7 separate regions of the Mus musculus genome follow, and regions 2, 3, 4, 5, 6 and 7 are each linked to region 1. Evidence: chromatin contacts called from public Hi-C and HiChIP or PLAC-seq data. All regions are on one chromosome and are shown on one strand. The core of a region is the stretch at or near the end of the contact, and the rest is flanking DNA. Distances in the headings are between cores, read along the strand shown.

Region 1 (2,879 bases), core at 231-2,730:
GTCCACTCGGGATTCTCCCAGATGTCTCTGAGTCTGGCTAAGCTCCCCCTTTCATCTACAATGACATCCCTCCTCCCCCATATCGAGGAGCAGTTCTGTCTTTTCCTTTTTATTTCTTTTTTTTTTTTTTTTTTCTAAAAAGGAAAGTCTAAAGCATCACTTGATGAACACATTTGAAATCACTGTTTGGTTTAAGTAGAAGTGGTTTCCAAACCCTGATGCTTAATTTCAAAAGAAATGAAAATATTTTTTGTCTTATTTCTCAAATGAGCTTGAAATTTTATATATTGTAGCGTTTACGTGACTAGTGCTGAAAGAGTTAAAAGTCGGAGGTTTTTTTTTTATCGCCCTCTGTGAAGTCCCTGGATAGGATCTACTTCTGACCTCAGCTGTGGCATGTGACAAGTGCTTTGTAGCTTCACATCACAGCTGCATGAGGTCACTGGCAATCCTTTCAGGAGCTGATCCCGCAGCCTCATTTCCTTGACAGAGTAAAGCATTTTACTAGATCTAAGATTAGGCGTATTTGTAACTGGTACGCAAATTATCAGTTATTATTTGGTATTCACGTTACTGCCATGGTTTCTGTGATTCATCCAATGCAGTCTGTGTAAAAAGCAATGACCTCATTCTTTGCTGGATCTAAAATCAGTCATGGTCACTAAAGCCCCTTGTTCTACACAAAAGAAAGAAATCAGATGACCTTTGCTCTGACCCTTGACTTGATATTTACAAAAGCTAATTATGGGGAGGGCCAACTCTCTTTTATCATTCAAGGACATTTGGCTAAGGTCTACTCCTTAAATAAAAAACAAAATGTCATTCAGAGGGCTATTTAAGGCTGTATACAGTATAAGGAAATCTACTCTGATGTTAATTTGGCGTTTTTGGCCATCAACATTGATTTTCTCAAAGTCAATCACGTAAAACATGGGAGGGGTTATATGTCTCTCATTAAAATCAAAGTGGCTCACTAACAAAAGGGAGTTGGTTATCTGGAGGTCTGGCAGTTGGAGGTCAGAGAGACACGTGGTCTGATAGCTTCAGCTAAACCTCTCTCAGTTTTCACTACCACGCCCCTGCCCCTGCTTCTGCTGGAAAAGAACTACCAGGCACTATGCATTGCTTTAACTCTAAGGGCTCTAAGGGTTACTTGGTTGATAAGGAGACCACCCCTAAAACAGAAGGCAGCCACTAATCCCCAGTGGGATTATTTAGTTACCTTTATTATAATAACAATGCTTACAAATACAGGTTTAAGGTAAACAAACATTCAGAAGAAAGAAAAAGAAAGAAAGCATCAGATAGTTAGAACAATGGGAGACACACAGTCCTTTTTTTCCCGGGGCTTCCCCTTGGCTGGCCTTTTCTTTGGGGAAAAGTAGAAGTCTGAATTCTTTTGTTCATTTCAGCCACCGCCCTTTTGCAATCTGAGTCTGAGCAAGGCTGCCACGCCCAGGAAAGGGACAAAGGCAGAGAAAGGGGATCTCTGGGCACTGACACAGCTCCACTTACTTAAACAGGACTCATTTGTTGGTCTCAGTAACATAGCTGTACACATCAGTTACCATCTCTATAAACAAACAATTAAAACAGGGGCATAAAATATATGCATGCTCTGAAATTCTATCTGATTAAAGTATTCTTTTCCTAGAAAGACAGGCAGCCAGAGTTCTACTCGTTTCAGAAAAAGGATGAATGCTGCCCCCTCTTGACTAAGTGCTGGATACGCTGAACAGCCATAAACTCTAATGGCTAGCCAGTGGGAATAAAGATCCTACTTTTGTACAGAGAATTTTAATGAAATCTTAGAAGCTGGAAGGTTAGAGGAAGCTCAAAGTTTATCTCAATGGGACTTTTATAGGTTTCTGGGAGATGGGTCATGCTTTATCGATGCGCCTGCATCTTCTCAGCTGTTTCTGTTTTGTAGATTCTTAATTTTGCCTGGAATAATCATTTGAGTTTAGTGCTCTGTTTCCCCGATAAGACTGATAGACTCCTTGAGAATATGAGCCACTGCCACCCCTCCTCCTCCTCCTCCTCCTCCTCCTCCTCCTCCTTTACTTGCCTTCATAACTATCAGAATACCTTCAAAGATTCATGCATAGTGGGTATTCAACAATACATAAGCAATCTCTAGCTGGCGTCACTATAGTTTATGGCTATGAACAATTGGTTCTCTCTGAACTCATAAATTCAGCTTGGGTTTCAAGTCAAGAAATTTTGTTTTGTTTTGTTTTATGTTTTGTTTTGTTTTTGTTTTTTGTTTTGGTTCTCGAGACAGGGTTTCTCTGTGTAGCCTTGGCTGTCCTGGAACTCACTTTGTAGACCAGGCTGGGATTAATGAGATGAGATTAACTCAGAAATCTGCCTGCCGCTGCCTCCCAAGTGCTGGGATTAAAGGCGTGAGCCAATGTCAAGAAATTCAAATAAGTGCTGTCATTCCTTAATCTTAGAATCATTTAAACTTGGAAGCATACTCGGTTTGCTTATAGGCACCAAGCACTAAAATACATGTTATAGACAAAAAAATACTTTTAAAAATAAAAATTAGGCCAGGCGTGGTGGCGCACGCCTTTAATCCCAGCACTCAGGAGGCAGAGGCAGGCGGATTTCTGAGTTCGAGGCCAGCCTGGTCTACAAAGTGAGCTCCAGGACAGCCAGGGCTATACAGAGAAACCCTGTCTTGAAAAACCAAAATAAATAAATAAAATAAATAAATAAATAAATAAATAAATAAAAATTAAAAAGTACAGGAAAAAAAAACCCTAGTCATGTTACACACAGGTGTAATGTTGAATGTAAGAAAACTGACTTAAGACAAAAAACAAACCACACACACACACACACACACACACACACACACACACACACACACC
Region 2 (2,879 bases), core at 179-2,678, 480 kb before region 1:
TCCTTACAGTGGAGGGTGCCTTTACTATATATAGTACCTATGAATTGACAAATGAATCATTTCATTGTCAAATAGATACTAACATCCTGTAAACGCCAGTCGATAACATGCTGATACCAGCTCTTCCTAAAGGCTGGCACTACACCATTCATTAGTCAGCAGAAAGTCACAGCTTCCCCAAAGCCTCTGTGATAAGGGAGGAAAGGATTCTAAAGGAATACCTAAGTTACCATTTAAAAAGTCACACTGTGAGTATATGTGAATAATATGATCACAAGCTGGTTGGAGGAAGAAAGTCAGATGGCTAAAAATAACGAAGATATGCAAATATATACACATATACACATTATATATGTGTGTGTATATGTATGTATGTATATATATATATATATATATATATATATATATATACATTGTGTGTGTGTGTGTATGTGCGCGCATGCACGTGTGCTGGCCTGCCCAGTGTCATCTTTCCACATAGTAGTTTCTGTGTGATCCTGGGTCCTTGCACAGCTGCCACCTCCTAGGCAGGGACCCATGGAAGCTAGCTGGAGGCTTCTCGCTATTCTTCCATTTGTGAGTGTGATGTCACGTACAGCCCCCGACACCACCCTATCCCACTGCCAGTCTCCGAGATTCATTCATGTTACTGGATGAATGAACAACCCTGGTGCCAGGTGTTTCCAAGCCAAGAGGAAATCTCACAGTATCTAAATTTCGCCACATGGATGGTAATTTCACTTCTTTCCACCTGCTTCATTTACTGTCCTCCCAAGTTTGGAGAGAGAGAGAGAGAGAGAGAGAGAGAGAGAGAGAGAGAGAGAGAGAGAGAGAGGACTGTGTGCAGTTACTCAAGAAACCTAAATAAATGTAAATGAATACTAATAATTCCGAAGGGTCATTGTTTTCAAATGGAGTCCCTGGTTTTGCCTTAGCTGGCTTTCTCTTTTGTAACATCTTCCATGATTCTTACTTAGTTTGCAAATGTCTGATTCTGCTGAGGTAAAGAAACCATCCAGCCCTTTGCTATGGTCTCCCCTTGTCCCGCTGAAGGAAACAGTGAACATAGCCTAAGGGATGCTAATGTGCCCTTAGCAGCCTCCAAGTCAGGGAAAAAAAAATGGAGACAGACTTCCAATTGACCCAGTTAGCTTTTCCCATTCTTTGTCACCTGCTGTGTAACCCACCCAGGTCTCTGCATAAGCAGCAGGAGCAAGCTGGTTGATTTAAGAAGACTAAGAAAGGAGCCCAGCCCATTGGCCCTCACTGTTCTTCTGAGAGGTCTGGGACAGAGGCTCGAGCTTTTGTTCTTCAAAACAAGCCTATGCAAGAAGCAATTACCTCCCAAACAAGAATTCCCTAGCGCTCTGAGAGAGCATTAAGACTAGATGCTTGCTGAATTGGAGGAGGGGCTCCACTAGTTGCAGACCTCTGGGCGAACACTAGGGCTGTGCGGGTGGGGCATCCGAATGATCAGTCTGTGCTCCGCCCTGGCATCCTTAGGATCTGGGGTCTCAAGCCACGCCCTCAGCCCCACCACCACTCCCCACCCCGGCAAGCTGAGAGGTGGGGGCTCTGAAAGACAGCAAGACAGAGACAGACAGAGAGAGAGAGAGAGAGAGAGAGAGAGAGAGAGAGAGAGAGAGAGAGAGAGAGAGAGGAGCATGCTGAGGCTGAGAAACAAAGCGATGAGATCACCCGGAAGGAGCCAGTTCCATCGCGGAAGACAGAGAATGAAGTGCAAAGTAGGGATGACCAAAGGAAACAGATGTCAAAATGTAGGGAGTAGGGCAGATCAACTAAAGCACAGAAAGGAAGCCAAAAATCAGTGTGTGCAAGAAAGAGCGGAAACTGCAGAGAGGCCAGTCAAAATCAGCGTTGCTTAGGGAAAAAGCAAGTTAGTTTCAGCCCCCTCCTCTGCTCCCCAAAGTCTGGGGTCTTGTCAGTTCCTTATTTTATACAGATTTTGTATATCAAGGGTAAGAGGGTGAGCTTCAGGGTGCCCCTGAATCCAAACCATCAGGCAGTGTGTTTAATTAATTTCTCATCTGAGTGTCCATAGAATGTCCACAGTTTTTCTAAGCTCAGTGCTGCCTGTTACTTCTGTACCTCTAGAAAAGTGTCTTTGTTATTAGGCCGAGTTATTGAAAAGAAAAAAAAAAGATCAAAACATACGAAACACATAAACTGTGATAGGAGTGAAGAATTTGGTAATAACTGACTGAGAGCAGTCACCTAACCCAGATAACATTCAAAGGCACAACTTCGAAGGTAATTACAGGAAGGAAAGCCTGAAGACTGATACATTGCATGATGGGAGAAAAAGGGAGGGGTTCGATGCCAGGATGGTCTGTGGGCCTTAGGGAACACTCTTTGGACACTTATGGATGTAGTGACTGAGCCCACTAAGTGATCTAGATTCTTCTCTCTTCCTCACAGGGAACTGCCCAGTACCCTGGCTGTTCTGGATCAGACAGCACTCAGTAGTAAGTGCTGGTAGCTGAAAAGCCCTTTACCTAACGTTTCTTTCTTAAGCCTGAAGATGACCATATGACAACTGTATCCTTATGCCTAAGCAACTCTCCTCGTCTGCACTTACAATTCAATGTGGCTCTTTCTCAGGTGCCTATTAATTTGACTCTTCTCTCTATCCAGTCTCCTCACCCAACAGTTCCTTCTACCATTTAACCAGGCAGCAAGAAGGTTCCCTTGAAACGCCATTTAGCTACCCTCTCTCCCATAACGTTGCTCTTGAGAATCGAATTCTGACACAAAGGTTTCAGGTAAACAGTAGGTTTGTAACCTTCCTTCTCACTACTGTTGAATTGGCTAACATAACACATAGCTCAGAGAGGAGGTGTGTGAGTGTGAGTGTGTGT
Region 3 (2,879 bases), core at 131-2,630, 440 kb before region 1:
CCCGCCATGGGCACACTCACACACAGGCACACACACTCATTCCAACCCCACACCCATTTTTTTCTTTCTTAACCTTCTCTAAAAATCACTCAAACATGCTCCTAGGGGTGTTTGAAGGCTACATTTGGAGAGCGTTCCTGTGCTGTGGATGACTGCAGGATCCCAAGCACCCTCACCTCAATTAAGTTTCTAAAACGTCTTTCACGAAATAAGTGAGCAATTTGAAATAAAATGGAAAAAAATAATCTAGGCGGTGGGGGAGGGGAGGTGGGGGATTGGGATTCTAGCTCCTCTTGGACAGTCCCTCATCCTGAGGACCACGAGTCACCCTCCTCCAGGATATTAACACACCTCAGGTCACTGCTAATGCCAGCAAAGACTCACAGGAAGAGGGGAAAGAGAAAAGCCCCGGTTTCCAACAGGTAATACGGGCTCGGCTCCCCTTTCCCATCCCATCTCAGCTCAAAGCTCCTAGGGGCGTGGTCCATCCTCTTCCCGGACCAGCTGGCACACAATCCGTTCCTGATCTCAGGAAGGGGGTTTTCCCCCTCGGCATAGGCAGTTCTCCCCCAACCCTTGTTGTCTTTAGGCTCTCTTTAAAAAATAAAAAATCTCCTAAATCAGTTTCATTCATTCGTTAAATAAATAAATAAAACCTTCACATGTTTTCCCACATACACCTGCGCCCCTTTGAAGCTCACGCGAGCACGAAATCAGGTATCTTCCGCGGCACATGTGAGAAAATTTGAATCACGGAACAGGCAATGTTGAAATGTGACTATAATTCCCCCAGACCTAATTTTCCACAAATAATATCAAGATTAGCTTTTTTGATCTCGTAGATAGAGCCCACATCGTCCCCACACCCCTTTCTGCATCCACACCCTCAAAACCAGAGACCTAGCGGCTGAGCACTTACTAATAGGCGAGGGGAATCATATTTCTAGCCAAGCCGGCATATTTCTCTCCCCTTACCCTAATTAGTAGCAGCATTCCAAAAACCAGATCATGAAAGGCAGAAAAGAATAACGCCGGGATGCAAGCATCAGTTACCGTATGCTAAGGAAGCCAGAGCATCATGCCAGGGCAGAAGCAGTTTTTTTTTAAAAAAAAAAATTTTTTTTTCTGCCTTTCACGAGGAAACCCTGTACTCTGATAATTTCACAACAGCAAAGAAGTAAAAAAGAAATCTTTAGCTCTACCTGTTTGGTTCTTCTCATACAGCACAGCATGGTGGTATCTTCCCCTGCCTTCTTCCTGCCTTCTCTCCTTTCCTCCTCTCTTCCTTATTCCCCCCCTCTCCACCTCTTTTCTGCTCGCTTGCTCACTCGCTCTCTCGCGCTAGCGCGCTCTCCCTCCCTCCCTCCCTCTCCCTCCCTCTCCCTCTCTCTCTCTCTCTCCCTCACACACACCAGGGCAGTTAGCAGCAACTGTAAGGTCCACAGCTATTGCTCACCGCACACGCACATTCTCTCTCTCTCTCTCTCTCTCTCTCTCTCTCTCTCTCTCTCTCTCTCTCTCTCTCTCTCTCTCTCTCTCTCTCCCTCTCTCCCCCTCTCTCTCCCTCTCGTCCCTTCCTCCTCTTTCCTTCCTCTCTCCTTTTCCTTCCTTCCTTCTCCTCTTTCCTCCACTCCCCACCCAATCTTTTTCTTCCTTCTCCCTGGGTCCCTTTCTCAGAATTGTTTGCTAGCTTCCAGTGACTAATCACTTCCCGTAGCCCCTACCCCCATTTCTAGACAGTCACCCCCTCCCAGTCCCCTGCCAGCCTCATGAATATTTAAACACCTCCAATCTGGACCCAATTACCCACTGACTTTCCGCACTGCATTGGGAGGGCTATGGGGTGGGGGTAGAAAGGATATTCCAGAGAGTTGGAGAGATTGGATGGAACATGTTTTAGGGAAGTGGGGCCCGAGGAATGCTCCTGTTTCTTTTCTAACTCTCCTCTTTCCCAGTACCACAAGAAGGAAAATGCAAAGAGGACCTAGAGGTGCACATAAGTTACAGCTGCCATTAGATTTTACGCGCAGTTGATAATCATGGAGGTTCAGTTTTCTCAACACTAACTGATTTTATTTATATAACCTAACTGCACACATATGATACTCTTAGCTATGCACAAATATATCACCTACAAATGTGTCAGTACGCTACACACACACACACACACACACACAGCAGTCAAGCATTCTGAGCACTTGAATGTGGAATAAACTATGGTCTAGGAATTAGACTCCATATCTAAAACTACATAGTGGGTTATTTGCTTATGCACACAAGCTTCTTTGACAGTTGTGATTCTTTCTAATTAGCTTAGTGTCTGTGAATGACAGATTTCTGTAACACTAACATTTAATGTCTTACATTCTGAGAGCAATGGACACAGGTAAACTCTGTCTTGAGGAAAGATGCATACCATGAAGTCCACCTCAGTTCCTTCTAGTGCCTCTGCTATTCTGGGGGGAGGGGGGCGATATGACTTGTAAATCTGTATTGTGCAAAGTTTAGACATTTGGTATTGTGTGGCCTTGGAGAGCCCTTTACATCTATAAAGTGGCTATAATAATGTCAGTCATGCCAACACATTTTAGGACGGGAGGCAATGTGCACAGGACACTCTGGAGCCACTCTTGACATAGGTAGTTTTACAGACAACTTTTCTGAAATGTTGGTAACATTTCTAAGTGACTACGTCAAAGAACTTTCCAGATGATTTCTTATTGTTCATTACTGATGACAAGTATCTAATTAAATAGCTCATGTTGTTCTTTATCCCTCCTAGACATGAACTTTTTTTAACAGACAACGGGCAGACAACGTGCTATCATGTTTATTTTGGAACTGCTGAGAGCCTACTTAATAGATTAAGGGGCACGCCT
Region 4 (2,879 bases), core at 109-2,608, 410 kb before region 1:
CCTAGATTCCGTTGCCAGCACCACATACACAAAGACTCTTGAGTAGAAAACTATCTATAGACATCTGGTATGTCCTAAGCTAATGGCATGTAGTATAGATTTTTGTTCTAGCAACATTCAGTTTATAGGTACCCATTGCTATGTTAAACACTAGCTTACTGCTAAATGAAATATACACCAAAACATAGTGGATTAAAACATCAACAATTAGTTATTTTGTAGTAGTTGTGTGTTCGTTCTTTTGGAGGGGAATTACTGGCGTTTCTGAGCATACACTTCTGAGGCCACAAACTGGCTGTAGTCTACTAGGAACTCCTCTAGAGTTGGGTATACAAGCTGGGCCCCAGAGGTTATTCTCTACCTGTCCTTCTCATTTTTCCAGCTTCTAATGTGTGGTACTTTATAATATGATCAATGACTTCCAAATCAAAATTTCTAAAAGAGAAGCCCACAGAGCAGATAGCAAGCCTCTGCTACAGTCATGCTTATTAACACTTCATTAGTTCATTCATACGTGTATGGCAAGGAACTGCTCAAGGACTGAATTTATAAAAGTGGACCCTACATTCTGTTCCTAGTACCACATACACACCAATCTTGAACAGTCATCACACACACAAATTATTTTAAGTTTTTTTTTTTCACTTTGAGTGCTAGCCTGTGAAATATGGCAAAAAGGTATACATGTAATGTAGAATAGAGAAAAATAAAAGATCTAAAGAGTTATATAAGCAGAAAAAGCATGCTTTGCTTAATGTTTTTCCTTTTCAAATGGTCATTTGACAACATGGCTACACACCCATCTGCAGAAACATATCTGGGTTCAGGATTACATGGCAGTGTGCTGCCCGTGAGCTTCTGTCTGTGTGATATGCCAATCAGTGTTACACAGGCCTTCCATAGCTAACTCGTGGGGTCTACGAGATTTCCTCTCTGTTTTTTCCTTGTTCATCATCCTTATTGTTCCTGTTCCTTTTTCCTAGTGAGAATCTTCAGATGCCATTGACAGTCTGAGAAGAGGAAGTCCTCAGTTCTTATCCACATGGAACACGGGCTGCTGATGAGAGCTGCTTTCCCTGTTCTGATAATTTAGTGAAATTGGTTATTTGTGAATAGTTCCTTGATTACAAGAACAGGTGGCATAAGCCTCGCACAGTGGCAAAGACTTCAGCAGTAAGGTCATTTGTATGAATGAGAAACACTGGCATGAGGAGGAGGAACACGTGGACTTCCACCGGCCCACTCGACATTTAGATATTTCAGGATACCTAAGAGCATTTTCTACCCTTGCTGAGAGAATCTGGGTTCAGTTCCCAACACCTGTGTTAGGCGGCTCACAGCCAGCTGTAACTCCTCCTCCAGGGGATCCAAAGACCTATTCTGGCTTCCGTAGGCTTTGTGCTTTATATGTATAAGGTCATACTCAGACATACATAGACACATAATTTAAAACAAAATAGCAACATCTTTAAGAAAAAAAATTAAAAACGAACAGATGAGACGAGAATGGCTTGTGAGATCCAGGTAACATTAAGTACAATTGCTAAATGCAGCATCAGTAGCAGCAACCAGAGGGCGTGAACACAGAGCTACAAAGGCAGAGGCAGGGGGAGCTCTTCGAGTTCAAGGTCAGCCTGTTTTACATCATGAGTTCTAGGGCAGTCAGAGCTACACACTGAGGCCTTGTTTCGAAAACAAAACAAAACAAAACAAAAGATGGGCAGGCAAGATCAGTCTGTTACAGCCCACCCCCACCTAACCCTACCCACCCCCAGTCACCTCCACCCTGGCCTTCTTTCTATTTGTCACCATAAGAAGGTGCTGCCCAATCTGGGGGCTAGGGTGTCAGATTTCATGGAACTGGAGTTGCAGACGGTATGAGCTGCTTTGTGGGTGCTGGGAATCGAAACCTGGGTTCTCTGGGAGAGCAACAGTGTTTTTAGTCACTGAGCTATCTCTCCGGCTGCAGTTAGAGTCCAGTGTATAGTCAAGGGGTGGGGATTCAGTTGCTCTCTTTTAACATCTGGCCACATGATCATGAGTATCTATACATAATACTAAAACTGCCAGCTTTCACGCAAACCTATGTATTCATTCCTTATTTTTCAAATTAGACTTTTCCATTTACTAAGTGCCCACTGTGTATGTACTAGGCATGAGTAGACCCTGAAAATATAGGAAGAGAAAAGCATGATTAAAAGATGAAGCCCTAAAGCTTGCTATATTCTGTTTAGGGACTTAAAGCATGGCATCTGATTAGTGTAAAGGAACTCAAAAACCTTCTGCCTAACAGAATAGTAAATAAACACTCAGACTCACAGCAGAGGCTTGTGAATTGGAGGAGGGCAGAGAGATCACTTGAGTGTGACACACGAGGGAGTTGCAAATGCATGGCCCTTTCTTCACAGGGCTATAGCTCCAGAAAGGATTGCTTTAGAGATGGGCTTGGTCCGGAGGAAAAAAATGATGCTGGGAAGAGATGTTACCATGGTGACGTTCTCTAGTTCACCTCCTCCTCTCTGCAGATCTTCTGTTGCAGTCTGCATTTCTATACTCGAAATGGGAGGTCAGAAAGGATGATTCCTCATCGCTGAGAGGCTCAGAGAGCAGGTTCTGCTTATTTGAGCGCAACAGAAATCCTAGGCTTGTGAATCTTTGAGAGCCACCATAGACTGGCTGATATGTGCCAGACAAAGGTTGTACCTGAGCAGGACATGAAGTTGCCAAGAAGATCATGTGCTCTGATTGGTTGCCTTTCCTGAGACAAAGCAGACCTGACCTGGGCCTAGAGATGCAGGAAGTTCCTTATTTCTCAGGACTTAGGAGGATTCATCCCTGTGAGACAAGTAGGGCTATTTGAGCCAATCAGAACCAGAATC
Region 5 (2,879 bases), core at 212-2,711, 340 kb before region 1:
AGAATTATAGGCTGCTGTGGGCCAACCAGTGTGAGTTCTGGGAACTCCAAGGTGCCTATGTAAATTGAGTTGCCTTTATTCTTTATCAATTTAACCTTTCCTTGGAGTTCCCATATCATTAATGACTTCTTTTTTTTGTTTGTTTGGGTTTTTTTTGTTTGGTTGTTTTTTTTTTTTTTTTTTGGTTTTTTGGTTTGTTTGTTTTTGTGTTTGTTTTTGTTTTTTGTTTGTTTGTTTGGTTGGTTTTTCGAAACAGGGTTTCTCTGTGTAGCCCTGACTGTCCTGGAACTCACTCTGTAGACCAGGCTGGCCTCGAATTCAGAAATCTGCCTGCCTCTGCCTCCCAAGTGCTGGGATTAAAAGCCCGGCTCATTAATGACTTCTACCCAGCTCCTCTGCATGCTTATGACTACTGCTGTTCCCATCCAAATATAAGGACCTTGAAGGAAAAACCACCCCTTACTCCTTAGGCACATTCAGACTGCAGCACACCTCAGAAAGTGTTTTTGAACTGACATGGTTTCATTCCCTAAAATTGGCAGACACTGATAACTTGTGATGGCTTTCTTTCTTTTCTTTTATTCAAACCCCGCCCCGCCTCTTGTGTGTGTGTGTGTGTGTGTGTGTGTGTGTGTGTGTGTGCAAGCGTCACATGACTGCAGTTATCTAGGGCAGTAAGCAATGTTCAAGTGATTATAGCAGAAAACCGAGATTCCACCAGCGCCCTGGGAATTGCAGCCAGAGATCATCTGAGCCACATGCTTAATATTTTAAACAAGAGGCATGGTCCTTTCAGAGAGGTCTTCGCTACTGATTCTCTCAAAGGATTTAGTCGCTCAGCTACATTTAACATTCACTGGGTCAGACCTTTATCCAAGATGACGTCATCTGAATCCTCATGCAATTCAATTTTAGCGTGTATTCCGCCAGAGTACCTCCCCCCATCCTGCCCCCTGTCTCTTGGTAGACAGAGACAAGGCAAATAAATAGCAGTTAATCTGAAGCGTGAAGCTTTGGAAAGCCTTTAGCCAAGGTTTGTATTTAGTTACCCTCTGGGGGGGGGAGGTGCGGAAGAAGGAAGGAGAGGGCTCAGCCCCCTCATGGCAGTAGGAACCTTTAAGAATTGACTTGGGGAGAAGAGAAAACTCTCAAGCTGCTTGGGAAGGAGCCACCCACAAGGACAGGGACTTCCAGCTGCCTAAGTAATTCAGTCCCCTACATACTGATATCAGAAAGGAGCCTTTGCAGGGTATTTCTCACATGCGCAATAAGCAGCCCTCACCACCTCCCCCACCCCCAGAGCTTCCGTTTTGATTCATCCTCAAAGTGGAAGGCGCTTGAATAACCTAGCTGAACTTTCCTGTTCCTCTGTTTGAAACCTCGAACACAGGCTGGATCAGCCTCACTATCGGCCTGCCTTACTCCCTTTTCTTAACCCTCCTCCTTCCCAGACTCTCCATCCTTTAAATACAAAAGTCCTGGTTTCCCTCCCTCCTGGAGCAGCCATTGACTTCAAACAGGGTCTCCATGGAAACCAGAAGCAGTTTCCTGCATCCTGGAGCCAGGTTCTCTCTTCTAGGTGAAGCAGGGCCTTAGGGAGCTGCAAGAAAAAAGAGGTCTCCTGATTAACGTGAATCTGATGAGGAGGGGAGAGAATTTAGGCAGAGTGGTATGAGTTAAGATAAAAGGAGCTAAGGGTTCAGATTCTCTCTCAATTTTTATTTCAGTTTAACACCGTTCAGAGGAGACCTTGGAACCAAACAAGAAATCTCAAGGTCCAGGTCTATGGCCCCTAGTCTGTCAGCATCCAACAGAGGTCTGTTAAATATGGAGATTGTTTAGGGATGACTTTACAATGAAGTCCCGACTACACTTCTCATAAAAGCAAAGCATTTTTTAAAAGCATTTAAAACGAACAAGAGAACGAAGTCTTTGCTACCGGCTACTCCATTTTCTTTTCATGTACACTCTGCATCACCCCATGCCGCAGACAGAGCTGTACATGAGAATTTAGTGCATAGCCCCCCACCCCCACCTGACCTGAAGGCATGGAGAAAACTCCTTGTACCTCCAGGACTCTGTTACCCCTTCTCCTGATTGATAGACACCTTCATTCATATCTGGCTCTCTAAGTCCAGAACGGCACCTTGACGCTCTTACTCAAACCCATCTGTCCTGAAGCATGATCCTGTCATGGTCTGCCTCTTCCGGAGGTCTCAAAGCCCTTTTCCAGAGTGAGTTCTGTCATCGACCTGAAGGTTCAGTAGAAGACTACAAACAGACCTCTGCTGGCTTCCCCAGTTTACTGTCAGTAGGTCTTGCATGGCCTTTGCTCTTCAGTCATATTTCTGGGTCCACTGAAACAGTTTGTTCTGGAACTTTGTGTCTTCTCTTCTGAAGTTCCTAGTATGTTGTGCAACTTTAGTTAGATAAAATTGTTTTGCTTTTCTCTATTGATAGAGATGTGAGTTTTCCCCTTGCAGTGGGAAAGATGTCGCTTCCTCCTCCCTTGGAGCCCTCTCCCTTGGCATACTCAAATATATTTTTGTTTGTTTGTTTGTTGGTCTCTGTCACAGCTGCAGCAAATGAACAAAAATGTATTTGCTGAAAACAATATAACTTTACTATGTTACATATCTAGAAGGGCATCAGAGGTTTCACTGGATCAGAACCAAGGCATCTGTGGTGGTTTTAGAGCATGCCGGTGTACTTTGACTCTCCGCCCTCTAGAATCCCTAACCAGCAACAGCATCACTCCAATCTCCGTTGTCCCATCTCCTTTCCTGATCTTATCCTCTTTGCCTTCTTTTAAAGATGTCTGTGTCCACGGTGTACACCTAGGTAGTGCAGATCAGCATCTCCATTTCAAACATCAATTT
Region 6 (2,879 bases), core at 137-2,636, 300 kb before region 1:
CAGTCAGTGCTCTCAACCACTGAGCCACGTCTATAGCTTCAAGACGTTTCATTTGAAATAAAAAATTCTGGAAGTTCTTGTGGGCCCTAGACTCTCAGTGCTGAACTTTCAAAAACAATCACCAGATGCTGGGACTGGAGTAGAAGATGTGAGTTTCTGCCACTGTTGCACACCCTTGACAGTCTGGTCCCTGTCCTTCTGACCTTCAATGTGTAATAGCAAAAGTCAAAGAATGAAAGATGCCAGTGTGTCCAAGTACCAGCTAGAGTGAGAAGCCACCATTGTTCCCACTCATCCCCACTCCTGAAACAGTAACTGCTTTCCACTTCCTATTCTGGCTCATTGTTGTGTTTTCTGATTTGACTATTTACTACACTTTTTTTAAAAATGTCTATCCCATTTCAAAATGATATAAATTTATGCCAATGGATTAAAGGACACTTCTTCCTCATTCCTTGGGATAATTTAGCCATTTCCCACTTGACTCTGCTCACATTCAGGTCATCTGGTTGTTAGGAAAGAGGGAAGTGGGAGAGGAAGCTTCCCCAAGGTCTGGAATCATCAACACTGAAAATGTAATGGGTTGCTGGAACTCACAGGAAGTAGAGTAGAATTAGCTTCTTTTAAGGCTAGTTGTAGTAGCATTCAACGTCCCTGTCCCCTCTAAGACATACACAGAAATCACAAGTTTTTCTCAGGCCTGTACCTTCAGCCAAATAAGCAGTCTTGAAAAGGAAGTAACTTGCTGGATTTCAGGGGTATAAAATATATTAAATAAACTTTGTTATTTCTACAAGTAGGTAAAGACATGTATATTATGGTGACAAGGGAAGGTACTGTGTGCATGCTTTATGCTTTTTTTATTTAGAGGAAACATTAAGGGAGGAGAGGAAGGGATGTTTGACTTGTGAGAAAGAAAGTAGCTGAAAAATGGCAGAGCAAGACATGCAAATAGACTGGGCAGATTTGCTAGGTTTAAAGACTTTGTGAAACTGTACAAAAAGGCTGGCATGCCATTGTGTGTGTGTGTGTGTGTGTGTGTGTGTGTGTGTGTTGTTGTTGTTGTTGTTGTTGTTGTTGTTGTGTTATGAGCCCCTCTCACAGCCCTTGCATTTGAACATACAGTGAGGGATAAACCTATCAAGAAAGGCTCAACTCATATTTCCACCTCAAAGGAATGGAAATGGCAAGAGTGTCATTTCTATTTCATTTCATGCTTATTTATTGCTGAAGGGCTTAAGCAAAACAGAAGGATGGTGAGTTCGTGTGGGGGAGGGAGGGGAAGGCTTCCTTTGTCTTGAATGACTTCAGCATACCGGTACTGCGTCAGTATCCTGTGTGTCTGATGTCTTTTGTTTAGGAATGACTAAGCTGGTAAAGCGCATGACTGATTCCACAAAGGATGTTATAGCATTAACAATCTAGATATGACATTGGTTATGAAAGCCTATATGAAGCTGACTTCAATAACCAGGGCAGTTCTTCTGTGACTAATGAACGACTAAGGTCATTATGACACTATGAGCAAGTCCCCGCCCCCATCCTGCAGTTTATAGGATTATCTTAGGTCATATATATGCTCGATCATGCCATGCACTAAATCTTTGCAGGAGCACATAACTTCCACCTTTAAAATATTCACATCTGTCTTAGGTCAGCACAGAAAAAATGATTCTCTGGGAGGTAGCTAATCTCAAAATGCTTCAGTCTTTCTTTATGTTTACACTGTCTAGAAGGAATTTCTACTGTCTCCTTGGTATTGTATATTAGCTATCAGGTTGAGAATTTAACCAACACATAATAATAATAATAATAATAATAATAATAATAATAATAATAATAAATAATGCTTTCTAGAACAGGGTTTCTGTTAAGACAGTGAGCATAGCAGAAAATTTCCAAAGGGAAAGAAAAATATATGACTTCTAGAAGATAAAAAAGGGGGAAGGTGATGGAGGGATTCTCTCAAAGTCTAGAAGTCTAGAAAATCCTTTAACTCCACAAGTGTAAAATATCAACAGGGTTGTAGAGATTCATAAGAAACGGAGTTTCAATTTGATGTGATGATGGATGGGAAAAGCCAGCTGAGAAATCAGAATGATACAACATTCTCTTCAGTTTCCTTTAATGCCAATGTGGTCTTTTGTTGTTTTCATGTCAATTTGTCTTAAATGTTTTTAACATGGAAAATAAATATGTGGCTTAAAGATTCATCTAGGATCCATCACTTCACAGAACAGTGGAAGCATTGGTGTCTAATCCTGCAAAGTGCATGCAGGGCTGGGTAAGGGAATCACTTAGGGACCATGCCAAAGAGCTTTTGGTATTTTATTTTTAGTCCTTTTGCTTAGCTTTTGGAAATGAAAAGAAAAAAGAAATTGAGAAAAATATCCTTTTTGAATGATGGACTCAGAGCTAAGAGGGACCTGGAAGACTGTCCTCTGCTCTGACATTGCAGTACAAGAGCCCTTTTTCCAGAAGCAATGACAAATGGCCAGTTCCTACCTGGACAGTTCCAGGGATTGTCACGCACGTAGTGAGGGTTGCTAGAAAGGACCTCCACATAGTGTTACCATTTTTCTTCCTCTTGCTTCCCACTATTAATCTTCATTCTACCCCGTGGAGTTCCACAGAACAATCACATCCTTCGTTTTGTAGGTGACAACCCAAACAACCTTGGAGAGAGAAGTCAGGGTACAAGAGAGAAGTGATGGGCCTGTCAGTTATAAGGGATTGTTAAGTGATTCCTTGTGTGGCTCTAACTTTGAAAGAGGCAGTTGGAAAAGATGCTCGGTGGCAAAAGAGGAAGCTAAATGTCGAGTCCGTTTCCAAATAAAGAAGACTCACAGGAAAATGCGTGAAAAAAGAGTGATATCCTC
Region 7 (2,879 bases), core at 133-2,632, 280 kb before region 1:
GTGTCTGCTCAAGAAGAGCATATTTCAATTGAAGATTTAGAACATGTAATAGAAGACACCAACATTATGAAATTGTGTGTACTCAGCATTTTAGAAGGTTAGAGAAAAAGAGAGTTGATTCCGTAATGGTGTCAGTATTCTGACAATGATGAAGTTAAGTACAAAGCGCTTCTATTATTGAGAGGTGTTTTGTGGCATGAATACTGCAGTTTATTGATTGTTCACCACCTGGATTATTTACAGTTTTGACTGTCACAGAAGAAAGAGCTACAATAATCAGTAGTACTAGGGTTTTATGTAAACATTTTTATTTCACTGAGATGAATGCCTAAGAAGTGCAATTTCTGAACCACATGGTAGTTACACAGTATATCTAAGAAACTTCAGATTTGAGTGACAACAAAGATATCTGTATGTTTATATTTAGCAGTAGATAATAGTGACCTATGGTTTCCAAATCCTTGCATACACTGAGTCTCATTACAAACAAACATACATAAATACACTCACATGTATATGTACACATGTAACATATATATATGTATATATATATAACATATATATACATATATATATATATTATGATGTATATACATTCTGATGAGTATAAAATAATGTCACCTGTTTTAAATTTTTATTTCCAGAATATTAAGTATATTGCAACTTCTTTGACCCTATCATTTACTCTCTGTAAACTTTCTTTGGTGATGTGTCTTCTGTGTTTCTGCCTACCCTCTGATTTTGTCATCACTTTCAGACTAGAGAATGCTGAGTGCCATTGTCAACTCTTGCGTCATTTTCCATGATATTTGGCAACATTGTTAACTCACATGCTTTTAAAAGTTGCAATTTTTTTTTTCAAAACAGACAATAGTATTTGGGAAGTAATAGCACATGTATTCTGTTTATTTAATGTTCTTTTCAGAATGTTGTATTGTTTTATTTCAGATAGAAGTAAGTCTGCTCCCTCCTTGTTTAATGCTACATGTTGATATGACTAAAATAATCTAATCTCTTGAGAATACTCATTCAAACTGGTCTTATGTGTGAAATTAAAGTTCCTTTTAAGAGACCTGTTCTCAAGAAACCTCTCAGCAAAGCTATCTGTAAGACAAGAGAAACAGCAAGTACAGACTACAGAAATGAATAGCATTGATGTCCACAACAAAGGGCAGTACTGAGTGGAGTTGTTTCATTCTTTGGTGGAGTTCTCTTTATCTAGATTAGAAACAACCTAGGTACATGTCTGCTCTGACACTCCATGGGCACGCTGCAACTTTCTGTTTTAGTTTTAGGAAGAAAAGAAGAGGTAACCTCAGAGAGTGATTGACACTCACAGGATTAACGGAAGGCTGTAAGAAAAGAACCAATGAAATCAGTACCTGAGTGTCTTAGAACAAACAACTATGAGGTGACGTCTTTTGAGAGCCGTCCAGTGGCTCACATGGACGGGGTACACCTGAGTGGCAGGCCAGCACTGAAAGAAAGGGAAACTAGGCGGACAAGAGAGAAATGGAGCCAAGACAATGTTCTGATCAAGGCTCAAATGTTTTATGACAACTGTGCTTATAAAGTGGGGAGGGGAGGCCCATTCCCACCAATTCATTCTTGGAGCCCAGCTGCAGGTGACCACGTGCAGGATAGGGTGTAGTCTCCCAGCAGGTAGCAGTATCTTGAAGAGGAACAGTAACAGTGTCTGAACAATAGAGTGATCTAGGGAGGCTCCACCCTAGATAATCTCCTTAGTGGCAGCAAGGTCGAGTTTTGGCTCACCAGCTTCAGGCTGGGTGGAGGTTACAGACATCAATCTGAAATTATCTAAATGCTCACATCTACCAATATTCCCAGGTATATAATGGCATCTCTCATTCTTCAGCATAGAGAAGAGTTCTGACACATGGTGGGCTGTTGAAGAGAAAACAAACCAAACAGTAAGTGTGCCATAAAGTTTGAATAATATCTAGGAAGTATATTTCAGTAGTATTAAGCTAAGTTCAGTAATATTTATACTACAGGTATATACTGATGAAAAAGACCTAAACAAATGAAAAGAAATCTAAGAAGAATGAAAGCACAAATAATAAAGTTTTCCTGACCACTCTAGTTTGTCATTAACCTTCTAACTTTCTGCTGTGTTTTATGCTCATTAAGTTGTGATTATTATATACATATATAGATGTATAGATGTATAAACATATAGGTATATAGATATATAGACGTATAGATGTATAGATATATAGAAAATATGCCAAGTCAGCACCTTTGTTTTGTCTGCTGCCATACTCCACGTATCTGGAAAAACACTAATAATTAATAAGCACATAACAGATATCTGCCTATTGAAAGAGTAAGAACTCACATAAGCACATACATAATGCTATAGAACTCTATTAGAGTCATACTTCAAAAAACTAAGACAACAGTTTGGAGGGGAAACTACAGCTGATAGGTGATTTCCACATCATAGTCTCTGTGCCTACACTATGTCAGAAGTTGTTAAAACATGAGCATAATTACATATTATTTTAAAGTTGTGTTTCAATAAACACTTACTAACACTAGACATCATGCTGGTATATTAGAAGGATTTTTGAAGGAAAAAAAGCTGAAGTACTGTTGTTTCCATTCTTACAACAAAGAAAAACTGAAAATAGATTAGTTTTTTAAACAGGTTTATCAAAAAAATGATGTCATAAGTCTAACAAAATATACGGGGAAATTTGGCTGTGATCCTTTGTCTGGCTTACAATAAAAAAATACACAAAACATATAGGACAAGTTAAAATATAGTTAGGACAGGGAAAGCATCAACACTAGACTCAGATACCATCCAGAATCAGGACTATCAAGCAAACAGACAACTTAGTCATGTGTGACTA

Evidence for each region. A called contact is a pair of places that touch in the nucleus more often than the background predicts. HiChIP or PLAC-seq counts read pairs in DNA pulled down with a chosen protein or histone mark.
Region 2: an H3K27ac HiChIP or PLAC-seq map of embryonic stem cells shows a contact between it and region 1, with 13 read pairs. The contact joins two enhancer-like sites. A contact is called at or near these places in 1 of 15 datasets of contacts at CTCF or cohesin (the NIH/3T3 cell line), 8 of 484 Hi-C or Micro-C datasets (embryonic stem cells, stem cell-derived cardiac mesoderm, stem cell-derived motor neurons and 1 more) and 21 of 115 datasets of contacts at active chromatin or transcription factors (cardiomyocytes, craniofacial prominence, embryonic basal ganglia and 11 more).
Region 3: a contact with region 1 is called in an H3K4me3 HiChIP or PLAC-seq map of forebrain, with 14 times the contacts expected there. The contact joins the promoter of Gap43 here to the enhancer-like site in region 1. A contact is called at or near these places in 7 of 39 promoter capture datasets (the 3T3-L1 cell line, cranial neural crest, embryonic stem cells and 4 more), 9 of 484 Hi-C or Micro-C datasets (the N1E-115 cell line, cerebellar granule neurons, cerebral cortex and 4 more), 16 of 115 datasets of contacts at active chromatin or transcription factors (SST interneurons, craniofacial prominence, differentiating embryonic stem cells and 10 more) and 6 of 9 other capture datasets (adipose tissue, embryonic stem cells, embryonic tail and 3 more).
Region 4: an H3K27ac HiChIP or PLAC-seq map of embryonic stem cells shows a contact between it and region 1, with 2.9 times the contacts expected there. The contact joins two enhancer-like sites. A contact is called at or near these places in 1 of 15 datasets of contacts at CTCF or cohesin (the NIH/3T3 cell line), 5 of 484 Hi-C or Micro-C datasets (cerebral cortex, embryonic stem cells, forebrain and 1 more), 11 of 115 datasets of contacts at active chromatin or transcription factors (embryonic basal ganglia, embryonic stem cells, extraembryonic endoderm stem cells and 2 more) and 2 of 9 other capture datasets (embryonic stem cells and embryonic tail).
Region 5: a contact with region 1 is called in a Hi-C map of the N1E-115 cell line, with 9 times the contacts expected there. The contact joins two enhancer-like sites. A contact is called at or near these places in 15 of 484 Hi-C or Micro-C datasets (the C2C12 cell line, the HL-1 cell line, the N1E-115 cell line and 9 more), 14 of 115 datasets of contacts at active chromatin or transcription factors (cardiomyocytes, a colorectal cancer cell line, differentiating embryonic stem cells and 8 more) and 1 of 9 other capture datasets (embryonic stem cells).
Region 6: an H3K27ac HiChIP or PLAC-seq map of trophoblast stem cells shows a contact between it and region 1, with 10 read pairs. The contact joins two enhancer-like sites. A contact is called at or near these places in 1 of 15 datasets of contacts at CTCF or cohesin (the NIH/3T3 cell line), 3 of 484 Hi-C or Micro-C datasets (all in embryonic stem cells), 10 of 115 datasets of contacts at active chromatin or transcription factors (a colorectal cancer cell line, differentiating embryonic stem cells, embryonic stem cells and 2 more) and 1 of 9 other capture datasets (embryonic stem cells).
Region 7: an H3K27ac HiChIP or PLAC-seq map of extraembryonic endoderm stem cells shows a contact between it and region 1. The contact joins two enhancer-like sites. A contact is called at or near these places in 5 of 484 Hi-C or Micro-C datasets (all in embryonic stem cells), 15 of 115 datasets of contacts at active chromatin or transcription factors (the NIH/3T3 cell line, cardiomyocytes, a colorectal cancer cell line and 4 more) and 2 of 9 other capture datasets (embryonic stem cells and embryonic tail).

What each region holds. Positions count from the first base shown.
Region 1 is chr16:42,780,906-42,783,784 of GRCm38.p6, forward strand. All of the region lies in intron 1 of 4932412D23Rik (RIKEN cDNA 4932412D23 gene), which reads right to left. Among named protein-coding and RNA genes, the nearest start is that of 4932412D23Rik, 93 kb to the right of the region's middle. Within about 2 kb of position 1,481, at least 134 of the 459 cell types and tissues checked have an H3K27ac peak or open chromatin away from gene starts, as enhancers often do. A contact at or near this core is called in the N1E-115 cell line, a colorectal cancer cell line, cortical neurons and 15 more, where this site is marked.
Region 2 is chr16:42,304,768-42,307,646 of GRCm38.p6, forward strand. The region is part of intron 1 of Gap43 (growth associated protein 43); the gene reads right to left. Among named protein-coding and RNA genes, the nearest start is that of Mir6540, 2.7 kb to the left of the region's middle. Within about 2 kb of position 1,429, at least 132 of the 459 cell types and tissues checked have an H3K27ac peak or open chromatin away from gene starts, as enhancers often do. A contact at or near this core is called in craniofacial prominence, embryonic basal ganglia, embryonic forebrain and 7 more, where this site is marked.
Region 3 is chr16:42,339,271-42,342,149 of GRCm38.p6, forward strand. Gap43 (growth associated protein 43) reads right to left here and starts at 1,381. Exons shown (of 3, transcript NM_008083.2): 1 at 1,203-1,381. The coding sequence starts at 1,232.
Region 4 is chr16:42,367,868-42,370,746 of GRCm38.p6, forward strand. No RefSeq gene overlaps it. Among named protein-coding and RNA genes, the nearest start is that of Gap43, 29 kb to the left of the region's middle. Within about 2 kb of position 1,359, at least 21 of the 459 cell types and tissues checked have an H3K27ac peak or open chromatin away from gene starts, as enhancers often do. A contact at or near this core is called in embryonic stem cells and forebrain, where this site is marked.
Region 5 is chr16:42,443,815-42,446,693 of GRCm38.p6, forward strand. No RefSeq gene overlaps it. Among named protein-coding and RNA genes, the nearest start is that of Gap43, 100 kb to the left of the region's middle. Within about 2 kb of position 1,462, at least 66 of the 459 cell types and tissues checked have an H3K27ac peak or open chromatin away from gene starts, as enhancers often do. A contact at or near this core is called in the N1E-115 cell line, cortical neurons, differentiating embryonic stem cells and 1 more, where this site is marked.
Region 6 is chr16:42,478,870-42,481,748 of GRCm38.p6, forward strand. No RefSeq gene overlaps it. Among named protein-coding and RNA genes, the nearest start is that of Gap43, 140 kb to the left of the region's middle. Within about 2 kb of position 1,387, at least 15 of the 459 cell types and tissues checked have an H3K27ac peak or open chromatin away from gene starts, as enhancers often do. A contact at or near this core is called in a colorectal cancer cell line and trophoblast stem cells, where this site is marked.
Region 7 is chr16:42,499,644-42,502,522 of GRCm38.p6, forward strand. No RefSeq gene overlaps it. Among named protein-coding and RNA genes, the nearest start is that of Gm29960, 150 kb to the right of the region's middle. Within about 2 kb of position 1,383, at least 5 of the 459 cell types and tissues checked have an H3K27ac peak or open chromatin away from gene starts, as enhancers often do. A contact at or near this core is called in extraembryonic endoderm stem cells, where this site is marked.